Linked DNA regions of Sus scrofa: all the other regions are linked to region 1. The links are chromatin contacts, called in public promoter capture Hi-C maps. All regions are on one chromosome and are shown on one strand. The core of a region is the stretch at or near the end of the contact, and the rest is flanking DNA. Distances in the headings are between cores, read along the strand shown. Region 1 holds the start of ALMS1 (Alstrom syndrome protein 1). Region 2 holds the start of DUSP11 (RNA/RNP complex-1-interacting phosphatase). Region 3 holds the start of TPRKB (TP53RK binding protein).

What was found. Promoter capture Hi-C pulls out the DNA fragments that hold promoters and counts their contacts.
Region 2: a contact with region 1 is called in a promoter capture Hi-C map of fetal liver, with 2.5 times the contacts expected there. The contact joins the promoter of DUSP11 here to the promoter of ALMS1 in region 1. A contact is called at or near these places in 2 of 5 promoter capture datasets (fetal liver and liver), 2 of 47 Hi-C or Micro-C datasets (liver and skeletal muscle) and 1 of 2 datasets of contacts at active chromatin or transcription factors (alveolar macrophages).
Region 3: a contact with region 1 is called in a promoter capture Hi-C map of liver, with 2.5 times the contacts expected there. The contact joins the promoter of TPRKB here to the promoter of ALMS1 in region 1. A contact is called at or near these places in 2 of 5 promoter capture datasets (fetal liver and liver), 1 of 47 Hi-C or Micro-C datasets (embryonic fibroblasts) and 1 of 2 datasets of contacts at active chromatin or transcription factors (alveolar macrophages).

Annotation. Positions count from the first base shown.
Region 1 is chr3:69,414,180-69,418,983 of Sscrofa11.1, reverse strand. It overlaps ALMS1 (Alstrom syndrome protein 1), which reads left to right and starts at 1,941. Exons shown (of 22, transcript XM_021087373.1): 1 at 1,941-2,281. The coding sequence starts at 1,994.
Region 2 is chr3:69,204,065-69,208,868 of Sscrofa11.1, reverse strand. It overlaps DUSP11 (RNA/RNP complex-1-interacting phosphatase), which reads right to left and starts at 2,697. Exons shown (of 8, transcript XM_003125007.6): 1 at 2,441-2,697; 2 at 731-806. The coding sequence starts at 2,682.
Region 3 is chr3:69,235,895-69,240,698 of Sscrofa11.1, reverse strand. TPRKB (TP53RK binding protein) reads right to left here and starts at 2,374. Exons shown (of 5, transcript NM_001144846.1): 1 at 2,356-2,374; 2 at 890-1,050. The coding sequence starts at 1,030.

The DNA of each region.
Region 1 (4,804 bases), core at 692-3,191:
AATGGAATGGACATCCAATAGTTAGGAAAAATGATGCATGGATATTTAGCTGGGAAACATGAACCCCAGATCAATGCCTTGGAATTCTACTGCTGGGTCAGTTGTTAAGAGCTTAATAAGGTCTTTTCCATTGAGGTTCAAGGGAAGTTTTCTTCTGATGTGTTTTCAGAAAGACCAAATCTCCAGACTTCAGATCATGAAAAGCCTGTTTAGGTGGTCACTTTGGAAAAGTAGTGTCTACCTACTGTTGATAAAGCAGGAGATTTTGTGTGGGTCCCCTGCACCAATTAGTCATATCAGCTTGTATTAAGGTAGAATCTCGTATCGGAACTAATTCCTGAATACATGATGCAGCCTGTTATTAACTGAGGAGATATGTACATCTAGAATGGTTCATGTTGTTTCTCACAAGGTAAAGAGAAGTTCTTTGTGCCTTGGTACTTTGAGGGTTTCTGAGAGCTTTGATAATTAATTTTATAGTTCCATTAGTTCTCTTTATTTTTCCTGACATTTTTAGTGATAATGACAGTAGGATTTCTAAGTAAATGGTAAAGTTTTGCAGAATTATTTAATGACAGTATCAATGAAATGTGTGACCTTTTTAGTGGAGAGATACATTGGGATTTCTCAAGTCATAAATATAAAACCAAGCATTTTCCCCCCTACCACTACAGTCATAGCTCTCCAGCAAGGAAAAGCCTCAACCTACCACAAGGATTGTATTTGATCATTTAGAGGTGTTCAAAGGAGCCCTGAGGCTTTGGGCTCCAGTTCATAATCTACCTTTATAGTTTTCTCAGGATTGAGTCATTGGCAGTCAGGAGCTACATCCTTGGCAGTACCCCCTTAATTATCCCACCAGTGTTGGTTTAATATCATTGCTAATTTATCTCTGCTTTTGTGGGTAATACTATGAAGAATCATTGTTGGACTCCATACTAATTGTGGCTATCTCCTCAAGTAATAGCAAAGCGTTCCAAGATTCTTCAACTTGCTATTCATTTTATAGGGACTCAAGTGGTAGGGAAAACTGTTTCAGAAGCATTTCAAAATCACTGACTAACCCCAAAACATGTACTATCAGTAATAAATATTTGCTCTTTTATCCTTTATGAGCTATCCTTTATAGGGTGAGGGCAATTACTGGACTTAGACAAGACCTGGAATGGCATTGCCAGTCACTTACTAGGTAATAAGAGATCTGGGGCAAGTTATTTTTCTGAGCCTTATATTCTCCAAATACAAAATGGTAATAATACTTGTCTCACAGCACTGTAAGCATTTAATGTTACTGAATAATAATCAATGAATAACACCTACCACTAAGTTCTTCATAGGGATTATCTCCTTTAAATATCGCATTTATCCTATGCCTGTTACCCTCATTTCATAGAGGCTTAATCCCATTGGTAAGTGGCCAAGTTAGGATTCAAACTCCCATCTTTCTGACACCAGAGACCAGTTCTTATTCAACTCCTGTACTGCCTGTGACACTTTTCCACCTTAGGGTCAAGTGCCCATGATACAGCCTGTCGTATATCAGGCACTCAATCTTTAAAAATCAAAAATTATAATTTGCAAGTTTGATCTTAGGTTTGTCTGAAGGTATGATCTCCTCTCGGTGCAGCGGTAAAATTGTTTTGGCCTGGCCCTGCCAAGGACGAAATTCTACCCTCTCCTGACAGGAGCTCTGTCCGGGTTTATTGTGAGCTTACAGTGCTGTGAGCTAGAGCCCAGCGGGTGACGGCGGCAAGGCGTCGCCAGCCCCAGCCCACCACCTTTAGCCTTCCCGCCCAACCCCGCGGGGCGTCCTTAGCAACGCGCGCGCTCACTCCCTGCCCCGCCCCGTCCGCGCGACGCGGCGCCGGGCGCAAGGGGGCGGCGGTCTTTGCGCCTGCGCGCGGGCGCAACCGCCAGTCGGCTCTTTTCCCCTCCCTTCCCTCCCTCCCCCCCTCTCCTCCTCCTCCACTGCCTCCTAGAGCGAGCCGCCAACATGGAGCCCGAGGACCTGCCGTGGCCCGGGGAGCTTGAGGAGGAGGAGGAGGCGGAGGAGGCGGAGAACTTGGATGAGGACGAGGTGGTGATGGTGGAGGAGATGGAAGAAGAGGAGGGGCGGGACCTGGACGCGGACTTGAACTACGAGAGTCAGCGTCGGGAAAGTACGGACGACGAGGACGACGAGGAGGCCAAGGCCTGGCTGCAGGCGCATCCCAGCGGGGCTTTGCCTCTGCCGCCACTGCCGAGGTACCGCTACTCGGAGGGCGAGCTGACCAGTCCGAAGGTGAGCCGGGCCCGTGAGCCGGGCCGGGGAGAGGTGTGAGTCGCCGTGGGCAGGGTGATGGGTGGTCCCTGCGCGCTCTGCTTGCTCTCCCTGCCGGCTGCCTCCTGCTCGCTGCCTGTCACGGTGCCTGACACAAAGTACGCGTGCTTTTAAAGGATTATAGGGGCCTTGTCCCCTCCTGGGCCTCGACTCTTGTCCAGGTGCTGGTCAATTACTCCAAGTCTCCTTTTCTTTCTGGTAAAGATCTCTCTGTTTTTTCTCCCTCAGTGGGTCCCCGAGCCTTTTGAATTACACCAGATGTTCAGAGGCGCCGTATTCCCAGTGTGCGTGGTTAAGAAACGTTTTTGGGAGGAGGCGGGCTTTTCGCACCCTGAAGGAAAGGAGAAGGGCGGTGTAGGCGCGGTGAGAGTGGTTGCCCAGGGACTATCTTGTGGGGCAGTTAGGAGATTAGTTTGCTTGAAGGGCGGGACTTCCCTTGAGGGAGTAGTGCGGATTATGTACACCACAGGAGTTGTTAGTCTCTAGAGGTTCCTCACCCATTGTGCTTCTCTGGCCCCTTATTTGTAGCAGCAAAGGGGTCCCCAGGTGGTAGGAGGGGCTTAGAAATGCTTGAGGCTTATGCTGCAGCTCCCAACAATCTGGACAACTAGAAAGAGCTGATTTTTTGGTTGACTCCCAAAGATCATTTTGAAAACAACTGCATTAAATTGATTCCTTTTCAGGGAGAAGGAAAAAAAAAAGGTTCATTATAGAATTTGGATATCCAGTCATCAGACATTTATTAAGTTTCTATTCTGTGAAAGGTACATTGTGGGGACCAAACGGAAGCCTAGGGTTTATTGCCTAGGCCTGCTCCTTAGACAGGTTGTCAGCTGCGCAGAGCAAAACAAGGTTAACAACAATTGAAAAGACTATAGATAGACCTGTGCTGTTCCATACAGTAGTCATAGCAAAGTGTGACTCTTTACATCTTAATTTGTTAAAATTAAGTAAAGTTAAAAATTCAGTGCCCCTTGTACTAAACCACTTTTTCACATGTTCAGTAGCCACCCCTGACTAGTGGCTATGTTGATTGGACAGTGCAGATGTCGAAAAAATTTTACCATTACAGAAAGTTCTGCCAGATGTTGATGCTGTAGACTGTTGATCGTTAAAGAGTAATAGTTGTTGTTTGGCTTCATAAATATTCTATTTGGTAGTCAATTCATTGAGCATGTATTATTGAGTATTCATCATGGGCCACACATTATGCTAGATGCTTTGTGTGTGTGTCTCTCTACTTTTTTATAGTGTACACAGTCTAGAGAGGGAGAGAGACAAAAACGAGCTGGTCACATAAATAAAAGTAAAACATATTGTGCTAATGTGCTTTGAAAACATTCTTTAAGGGAATCTGACCTTGTCAGTGAAGCTGGGGAAAGCTTCCCTGAGGTATTTATGACAGCTGAGAGCTGAAGGCATGTTACGATTACCTGGGCAAAGGAAAAGGAAAGATCTTTCTAGCTGAGGGAAAGGCACACGGAAAGGTACTGATGGTTAGAGAGAGCATGGCATTTTCAAGGCACCAAAAACCAATATGGGTTGAGCACAGACTTGAAGACTTTGTATGCTATGCCGGAGATTTGGAACCTTTATTCTGGGAAGTCATTGAAAATAAAAGGGTATATGATAAGATTTGAATTTCAGAAAGATCACTTTGTAGCAGAGTAGAGAACAGCTTTGACAGTAGGTTGGGGTGGGGAGCAGCAGTAGTAAGTCAGGGATGGCTAATTAGGAGGCCATTGCAGTATTGCTAGACAAATGATGATGATATTTTGGAAGAGGGAAGTTTTGGTGGATGTAGAAGAAAGTAGACTGATTTAAGAGATACTTAAGGCTAGAATAATTACACTGATACACTAATTTTACATTCTTATTACATTTTAATGCAAATTAGATGTGGAACATGAGGGCAAGAAGGTGTCCAGTTTTTAAGTTGTTGGCTAAATGGTTTTGTGAAATACTGAAATGTTGACTCGGTTTATGGTAGGGGTGGTGTCCATGGGGTGGGGTGATGGGGTGGTTGGGATGGGTGTTAAGATTATGGATTTGGTTTTGTAGATCAGAGAAGGGGTCTGGGCTGGACATTTTGAGCTGTAAGTTATCTACATACAGACCATAATTAAAGCCACACTTGTGGATGAGGTCTCCTAACTTTAATTTTGTTCTGTTTGAATAACTATTCATATTTAAATTTAAGGAGTTCCCATTGTGGCTCAGCAGAAATAAGTCTGACTAGCATCAATGAGGATGCAGGTTTGATCCCTGGCCTCGCTTGGTGGGTTAAGGATCCTGCATTGCTGTGGCTGTGGTGTAGGCCTGTGGCTACATCTGATTTGACCCCTAACCTGTCAACATCCATATGCCATGGGTGTGGCCCTAAAAGGACTGAATATATGTATCTATATACCTAGGTATATAGATACATATATATATTTCAATTTAATATTCCTACAAGAATTTTTTTTGTTTGTTTTTTTAGCG
Region 2 (4,804 bases), core at 1,448-3,947, 210 kb after region 1:
CACCACAGCAGGAACTCCCTGAATGACTTTTGAATGTCCTATTCGACATTCACATACGTGAAAAAACTACTGATAATTATCTAAGCCTTAGAACCTAACTGTATTTCACAAATAAACACAAAGACTTTGGTTCTTGGCAGCTTTAACGTACACTACATTTTCCAGAATGTTAATCATCTCATCAACTGAGTGAAGAATGCCTTGTTTTATTTGGAAATGTCCTAAGAGCTGTTCACTGTCATAGCAACTCCTGCTCCTAACACAATATAACCCACCTAGATCAGTTTGAATTTGCAGCTTTTGCATTCATGGTGCAAGTAATCAACTATTTCTTAATTTGTAGTATAGTCATGCTCAAACATTCACGTACTGAAATACACATTATTACAAATTACTTTATTCTTTAGTGAGAGTGCATTACATTGATTTTTTTTCTTTAAAATTAAGTATGGGGGGGCACAGTCTTGATGCATTAGCCTGCTGTGGCCTCCTTTGCCTGGAAAAGCAATAAAGCTATCCTTTTCTCTTTCACCCCCCAAAAATAAATAAGTAAACAAAATTAAGCAGGAAAGTAAACCGTATTTGCCTATGAACTTGATTTCAGGACAACAAGGGTTATCACAACATATCCACTATAAAAAGGGAAAATGGAGTATGACAGAGTTGAGAACCAGGGTTCAATACAGTGATTTTAGACTTCTGAAAGAATACTGTATTAACCTTTGCTTACCTTTTTCAAAGGAACTTTGAAAGCAATGAAACGTGTCCCAGGCATCCGCTGTCCAACTGGGAGATAGTCTTTCCACCTATTAACACATTTTTCATTAGGCAAATTTTATGTTAGCCTGTCTCTCTGCATAGGATGAAGGCTCCTTGTAAATGGAAATCACAGCCCTCTACAGGAGGTCCCCTCCTTCTGTTGGCATTTTGCTGCTCCAATTATTCAACCCCATCTAGTAAGAACCTATACTTGCCTTCCTCCTGTTTCCCCAGCTCAAAAACAGATAAAAGGCAATTAAACAGTGCAAAGATCTCAACAAATAAGGTATATCTAACACCAGAGATGGTCGGAACTTCTGTCTACCTGATAAAACCTAGGCCGGTCTTCAATACTAAGGTATCATTACTACTCAAATGTTGACTGAGATAGTTAAAATTCAATTCTTTGACTTCACGGTTTCTTTTCAGTCCTCATACAACTGATGCCATCAAACTCAATCAGTACGGAACTTCAAATTCATATTTTAAAAGAAAACCTTATGTGAGTCCTCTGGTAGCTCAGCGGGTTAAGGCTCCTGCATTTTCACCACTGCATTTTCACCACTGTGGGTTGCTGCTGTAGTGCAGGTTCGATCCCTGGCTGGGGAACTTCCACATGCTGCAAGTGTGGCAAAAAAAAGAAAAAGAGAGAGAGACGTGACATAAATGTTGCAACTCTCATTTTAAAAAATTAAAATATAAAAGAAAACCTGGTGATAAAAGGACTGTGAACTTCACTTAAAGTTAGGAATCACAGTGAAAAGTAATATGTGAACTGACTTGTGTAGGATGAGTTTGAACTAAGGTTAATTCAGAGTATCTGAAGCATAGAAAGTGAAGGCAAAAGTAGCAAAGACGGGGGTCTAGAAGCAGAGAAGATTCTATACCATGCAGGGTCTTAGAGGTCAAGGGTTTGTTTTTTATTCTTAAAACAATGCTTTGGGGGGAAAAATGCTTTTGAGAGATGTTTATGAGCAATATTCCAACTTTGTGTCTTAAAAATATTTCTTGTGTGAAGAATGGATTGAAAGGAAACAAGAGTAGATATACAGACACTCGTAGGGACCTAATTGCAACAGGTAGCCAAGTTCAGTATTAGAACGCTAATGGAGAGGTGACAGTTTCAAAAGAAATTCAAGAGATAAACTGAAGCGAACTTAATGTGGTAAGAGAGGAAAAAAGGAAAATCTCAAGGAATAAACGAGTTTACTGCGCATGAGCAATGTCTCCAAATTAATCATTTGAACGTACAGAGGTAGATCTTCCAAATGTCACCGGTTAAGAAGCAACAGAAACCACACAAAGCAACTTTTTCGATGGAAAACTCGGCGGCGCTGCTGGGTTTTTTCACTCAAATTCAATTATTACATTTTCTGTAGCACAACTTGAGGAATTGAAGGAGACTCCATTTCAGTAATTAAGAGGAAATCCCAACACTGCCGCTTCCATCTTAAAAAGCAGTCTCTCTGCATTTTACCCGAGAAGCAATGGCCAGAGCCTCGCTTTTAAAACAACGGGAAGAAATGAAAACATCAGACCGTCCCTTCCAGCTACTACGTACGGCGAAGCGAGAGGATGAATGCCCCGTAGCACAAGTCGGGCGGGGCAAGCGCTCGGAAGCCACAGTGACAAGCAGAGAGCGCAGACCTGAAGCCCAGGCCCAGGAGCCAAGGCATATTACCTTTCCGGGATGTGGTTTCCACCTTTCTTCTTGGCGGAGGAATGACCAGAGTAGACCCAACTCTGGCTCCAGCGTCTGTGAGCATGATGACAGTGGCTCATGTAGCCCCCAAGAAGACGCCCACAGAAGGCCAAAAATGCTAAACTCGCCAGGCCGGCGCACCCAAAGCTAGACTCGATCCGGAACCGGAAGCGCCTAAGCAGCAACCCTCGCCGCGCCCCGATCGCCTTGCTGTTGCGCATGCGCCACTGCTCGTCGAGATGACGTCACCACGCCGGCCGACTAAGAAACTTGATTAGTAAACAAGACTCTGCTGGCTGCAGTGCCCTCTTTAGCGGGCGGCTGGTAGCACAGGTCTGTTAGTTTGTGTGTACCCTCAGAAGTACAATAGTGCAGGACCTGGAAAGCTGTCTCACAATCCCAGTTTCTTGTGTAGTGCTAACATATTTTACAAACGTTACAGTCACATTTGTTGTACCTTGTATATAAGTATTTGTACATAATGTATATCCTATATTTTAAATAAAAGCAGCATACTATACATATTCTGCAGTCTAGCTTGGATACTGATTTCCCCAATTTATTTATACATTCATTCCATTCTTTCATTTTTCTTTTTTGGCCGACCCTCAGCATATGGAGTTCCTGGGCCAGGGATCAGCTCTCAGCCATAGATTCGACCTAAGCTACAGCTGCAGCAATGCCGGACCCTTAACCCACTGTGGTGGGCAGGGGAACCAACCTGCACCCTAGTGCTCCAATGCCACTGATCCTATTGTGCCACAGCAGGAACTCCTCATTCTATTCCTTTTAATGGTGCATAATATTCCATACTCTATATAACTAGTCCAATATTGATGGACTTACAGTTTTCGGTTTAAAAAATAATAATAATAAAAAATAATATCCTGCAGATGGGCTGCAATGTGAACATCCTAATACATGTATACATCTATATCTATATTTCTAGAAGTAGAATTGCTGGAATGAAGGAAATACAAATGTAAAATTTTGAAAGAGGCGTTCCTGTTGTGGCTCAGCGGGTTAAAAACCCTATTAATATCCATGAGGATGTGGGTTTGATCCCTGGCCTCACTCAGTGGGTTACGGATCTGGCATTGCCCCAAGCTGTGGCATAGGTCAAGGATGTAGCTCCAATCTGGTGTGGCTGTGGCTGTGGTTGTGGCCTGGGAATTTCCATATGCTGAGGGCATAGCCCTAAAAAGACAAAAAAAATTTTTTTGAAAGATAATGCCTAATTAATCTCCAAAAATATTGTATTGGGAATTCCTGCTGTAGTGCAGTGTGTTAAGAATCTGACTGCAGTGGCTCCGGTTGATGCAGAGGCATGGGTTAGACCCCCAGCCCAGCACAGTGGGTTACAAGGATCTGGCACTGCTGCAGCTGCAGTATAGGTCATAGATGCGGTTCAGATTCAATCCCTGGATCAGGAACTTCCATATATATATGTGTATGTGTATGTATATACACACATGCACACATATACACACACACATAAATATGCCACCAGTGTGGCCATATATGTGTGTGTGTGTCTGTGTATTTATATGGTATCAACTTAAATTCCCACTCATTTATTGAGTTTCTGTCATGTGCCTGGTATCACGCTGGATGTTGACAGTACGTATTTATGTTTTAGAAATACCAAAAAATACGAGAGAGAGATAAGAATAGAGCTCAAGCATAAGATTTCCTCACAATATCAGGCATAGGGATCTGTTAAAAGGGATCTCTTAGAAAAACTATGAATTCTGCCCCAGTGGAACAGCAAAGGATAACCTATCTTACATTAGATTAAAAAAAAACAAAACAAAAAACATGTGGAGTTCCTTTGTGATTCAGTGGTTTAAGAATGCGGCATTGTCACTGTAGTGGGTCAGGTCGCTGCTAAGGCGCAGGTTCGACCCCAGGCCCAGGAACTCCATATGCTGAGGGCATGGCCAAAAAAAATTTTTTTTAAAGTTTAAATCCACAACATTTACAATTATGAAAGCTTCCACATAATTACAAACAGGTCAATGTTAGCAAAGTGCTATTTGGAAAAAGAAAAGATATGTTAGCACAACATAGTTTGCAAACTCGCAAGTAGGCATGTTCAAATTAAAATATTCTTTTGCAATTTATGAAAAAAAAATCCAATAGGCATGTACTGTCCAAAAAGTACAAATGATACAAATATCTATAGACACGATGTCAATGTACAAGATGTGATATAAATCTATCAGACACAAGAAAAGCTATATTGGCCTTACACTTCTGATTTGCTAAAAGGTACAAGCTTGGATGGGAACAAATTCAGCTGGATTTAACACAAGAAAACCCTGGGCAAAACAGGGTTTCCAA
Region 3 (4,804 bases), core at 1,125-3,624, 180 kb after region 1:
GGTTTTTTTGTTTTTTCATTTTAGGGCCACACCTGAGACATATGGAGGTTCCCAGGCTGGTGGTGGAATCTGAGCTGCAGTTGCCGGCCTACACCCCAGCCACCGCAATGCAGGGCATGAGCGGCATCTACAACTTACGCTGCAGCTTGAGACAACACCGGATCCTTAACCCACTGAGCCACCACAGGAATTCCAATAGTAAAAAGTTTTAAAACGACATTTACCGAGGGGTATTATTATGGGAAAAACCATATGGTCAACATTTTGCCTTCGTTTTCCACAGCTGTCAGTGATATCCATGTTATATTCACATGTAATGGATGAGGAGACCACGGCAAAGAACAGGTCTGAATCCCAGCTGTCCTCAGTTACCACGAGGGAACCGGAGCAAATGCCTTAGCATTTCATCTAGAGGTGCAGACCATCCTAGGACGTCACGGATGGGTTGTCGTGAAGACTGAGTCAGCTGTGTGTGTAAACAACTTGCAACAATGCCAGGAGCCAAATACACCTTTATATAAAGGTCAGCTACCACTTGCTCAAAGCCATAATAAATGGCATATCTGGGATTTGAGTCACAGTGATTCTACAGTGTGTTCCCTTAACCACTATGCAGTGCCTCCTTCCCAGACTTTCTCTTTCAGAGGAGAAGACGATCCCAGACAGCTGCGATCACATCAGGGCTGGACCGCCTTTGACAGCTCCTAGGGCGGGGTGCTCTGGCTTCTAGTCACTGCTAATTCAAGGTCGGCCAAATCTGATTCCACTCCACAGCTTGGACAAGGCCTTTTTACCTGAAGATAACAGGTTTGGGCTGACCTGTAACAGCAAGAAATATTTCATATTCTTAAACTCCCTGCAGAGTGCACTCCTTCCCACAAGTACTTACCACTGTAGGGTTGATTAATGAGCCGTCAATGCCACCTTCCATGGCCTTTTTTCTCAAGGCTCCAGCATTTTTCACATCTTTAAATAACAGAAGGGTCACCCTGTACTCAGGAAACAGGTCCAGTTGCTCTGTTAACTGCATTTCATAGATAAGACAGGATTCTGTTGCACAAGACCAAAAGACCAAAAGTTAACACCGTAGGTCACTAACAAAAAAATATCTTTACTTAACGAGATATTTTTTTGCTTTTTAGGGCTGTGCCTGTGGCATATGGAAGTTGCCCAGCTGGGGGTTGAAATCAGAGCTGCAGCTGCTTGCATATACCCCAGCCACAGCCACAACCACAGCCAGGCCAGATCTGAGCCGTATCTGTGACCTGCACCACGGCTCACGGCAACACCAGATACTTAACCCACTGAGCAAGGCCAGGGATCCAACCCGAGTCCTCATGGATACTAGTCACGTTTGTTACCGCCAAGCCACACTGGGAACTCCCTAACAAAGTAACTTTAATAAGAACATATAAAAGTGTTAAAATAGAAAAATCTATCCCGAAAACACATCTGGCATTCTCACAGTATACTGTCTTCCTAAACCTGCTGTTTCTAGCTTCCTTTACCATTCCTGGCGAAGGATCAAGGTTGCCACCTGATCCCCTGCTTGTGCAGTAAGTCCGGCTCTGATCCGTGGATGAGATGCCGTTTCCCCAATAGACAACTAGGTGCAGATTACCAAAAATGTTTTAGATCACAGGTTACTTTTAGCATTAATGAAACCTCACTCCAACTTCTTAGCCTTTTTAGTTTTCTTATCTCACCATTTGATTTATGTTTTAGCAGCACCTAGACACAAATACGAAAGAAGAAAATAATCTTACAGAGGAAAAGTATGACATGACTCAGAGAACTCATTTCACACATGGGGATTTAAGCAGGGAGGGCACAATGCTTTAATAATACTGGCCCTTTATAGACATAAATTGAACAAGAAAAGGACGGGGTATATACAAAGACATAAGAGAAACATGACAAATAACTACAAAGACATATCCTTGCACAGAAAAACAAAGCATTGCAAAAATTTGATCTTTAAAACAATTTCAATCAGTCCTAATGAGATATTTGGGTGAGGCAATTTGATAGGTTCATTTTATCCTTTTACCTAGGAGGTTCCATTTACAGCATTTTTCTCAAAGAATAAACTGGCAATCTGAAGGTTTATGTAACAAGAGGTCCTTATCATTATCCTAACAGTAAAAGCTGAAAAGAACTAGTAACAGGATTTGTTTTCACTAAACAACCACTAAAAACTGTAGTCTTGAAGAGTACTTAAGGATGTATAAAAACAGCAATAAATAACACTAAAACATTTGATGTGGAAATCAAAACATAAAATTGTGGGTTTTTTAAAAAAGGTACACATACACACACACACAAAATTGAAAGAAAAATACAACGAAAAATTACCTTTGACCTGCTGGAATTTCATCTGACTTTTTTCTTATTGTAACAAAAGAAAAAAAGAACATTTGTGAATAACGTCCTGGCACACAGCAGTTCAGTCATAATCAAGGTCCAATGGAAAAAAAAATACAGAAAGATAAAATGTACACCCAATTATAAAAGAAGATGCACCCAGAAAACAAAAACACGAAGTACACCAAAATATGGCCATCTTGGGCAGTAGAATTGAAGGCAATTTCTAAGGTCTCCTATAAATATTTTTCTATGTGCTGAATTTTCTACAATGAGTACTCAAAATATATAATGAGTACATACAACCAGAGAGAAAAAAAATGTGGTTTTTGTTTTTACATGAGGGGAAAAAGGACCTCTAGCAAACGTCAGAATAGTTTGCTTTTCTTTTACATAATTCATTCAGTCCAGAAACTTCGAGTCACTGCTGGATACTGACCTCTCACTCAAATCCCATATCTAATCCAAAAGTCTTGTCAATTTAAATTTTATTTTTCACCCTGCCCACAGCACGTGGAAGTTCCAGGGGCCAGTAATCAAACCCGGGCCACAGCAGGGACCCAAACCGCTGCAGTGACAACGCCAGATCCTTAACCCACTGCACCACAGGAGAACTCCTTGTCAATTTTTAATATCTTGACGGATACAATTCTCTCCATACCCACTGCCACCACAGTGGGCCACCAACTCACATCCACAGTTTGGCCTCCTAGAAGTGCTCAGCTCACAGTTCCTGCCCTCCTATCATGCAGCCGCCACCTGGGAGTCAAAACCATCTTTTCACAAACAAGAACAAAATAATGCCACTTGCAGCAACATGGATGGAACTAGAGACTCTCATGCTAAGTGAAGTAAGTCAGAAAGAGAAAGACAAATACCCTATCACTTATATCTGGAATCTAATATAGGGCACAAATGAACCTATCTACAGAAAAGAAACAAACTCAGGGACACGGAGAACAGACTTGTGCTTGCCAAGACGGAGGGGGAGGGAGGGAGATGGACTGGGAGTTTGGGGTTAGCAGATGCAAACTACTGCATTTGGAATGGATAAGCAATGGGATTTTGCTGTGTAGCCCATGAAACTATATATGATCACTTGTGATGGAACATGATGGAGAATAATGTGAAAAAAAGAATGTATGTATGCATAACTGGCTCACTTTGTGAGGCAGAAATAGACAGAACACGGTAAATCAACTATAATTTAAAAACTATTATCGGAGTTCCCGTGGAGGCACAGTGATTAACGAATCCAACTAGGAACCATGAGCTTGCGGGTTCGATCCTTGGCCTTGCTCAGTAGGTTAAGGATCCGGCATTGCCGTGAGCTGTGGTGTAGATCACAGACGCGGCTCGGATCCTGCGTTGCTGTGGCTGTGGTGTAGGCCGGTGGCTATGGCTCCAATTCGACCCCTAGCCTGGGAACCTCCATATGCCACGGAAACGGCCCTAGAAAAGGCAAAAAGACAAAAATAAATAAATAATAAAAACTATTTTTTATATATATATATAAATCTTTTATATATAAATCTTGCCCTGCTGCTGCTCTTATGAGAAATCCGTTTAGGTCAAGGCGTTCCAAACTCAAACTCTGGGCCCTTCCTCCCTGTTGGGCTTCCGGGCGCACTGCTCCCCTGACCGCGCTCAGTCCGCCACTGCCGTCCTGACTTCTCAGCCGCATCTCCAAGCTCCTCCCTTCCCCCCGCCCTCCCGGAAAGGCAGCTGTCCCCATTCAAACCTTCCTCCCTTCAGCTCGCTGGTAAAGAGTCCCTTTACCAGCGCGCCCAGAGCCCCAGGTCTAGCTCCCGATTTTGTCACAACCTTGGTGAAACGCGGGCCTATCAGGATGATGTATCGCCGCTAGACTTTACAGCCCTCCATAAACGAGGTCGCAGGGAACCACAGGCCTCGCACGGAAAAATCACGCTCACGGGCGCCGGGATTGAGCCCCCAGTTCAGGCCCGCTACTGCGCTGGGAGGACTCAGCGGCGCGTCCCTGTCCGTTTCTTAAGATCTTCCCCACGGAAACAAAACCCTCAACTTCCGGAAGCTCGGCGGCAGCTGCGCCCCCTCTCAGGCGTCCCGGAGTCCGTCGCGTCTTTCCCGGTCCCAGCCGGAGGAAGGTGGTCGGCCGCCTTCCCGCACACCCTTCCTCTCCAACCTGAGTGCGGTCTACGAAAGCAAGGGAGAGCCGGGGTTCCTTCCTCCACTTCCGGCGAGGGGGTCGGCGAGGCTCCTCTGGCGGGCTGGCTGTGGGTCGCCGCCTCGTCCTGAAGCCGCATGGCGTCGGACGAGACGTCCTCAGCTCTTTTTCGTGTGAAGTACTGACTCCGATGAGCTCTACATGCGTCTCCCCTGCTAGAGAGTCAATAGTTCTCTTTCGAGGCAGGCGGGACTCAGTTTGCATCTTGCTTCTGGCGCGGGCATTTGGGGAAGG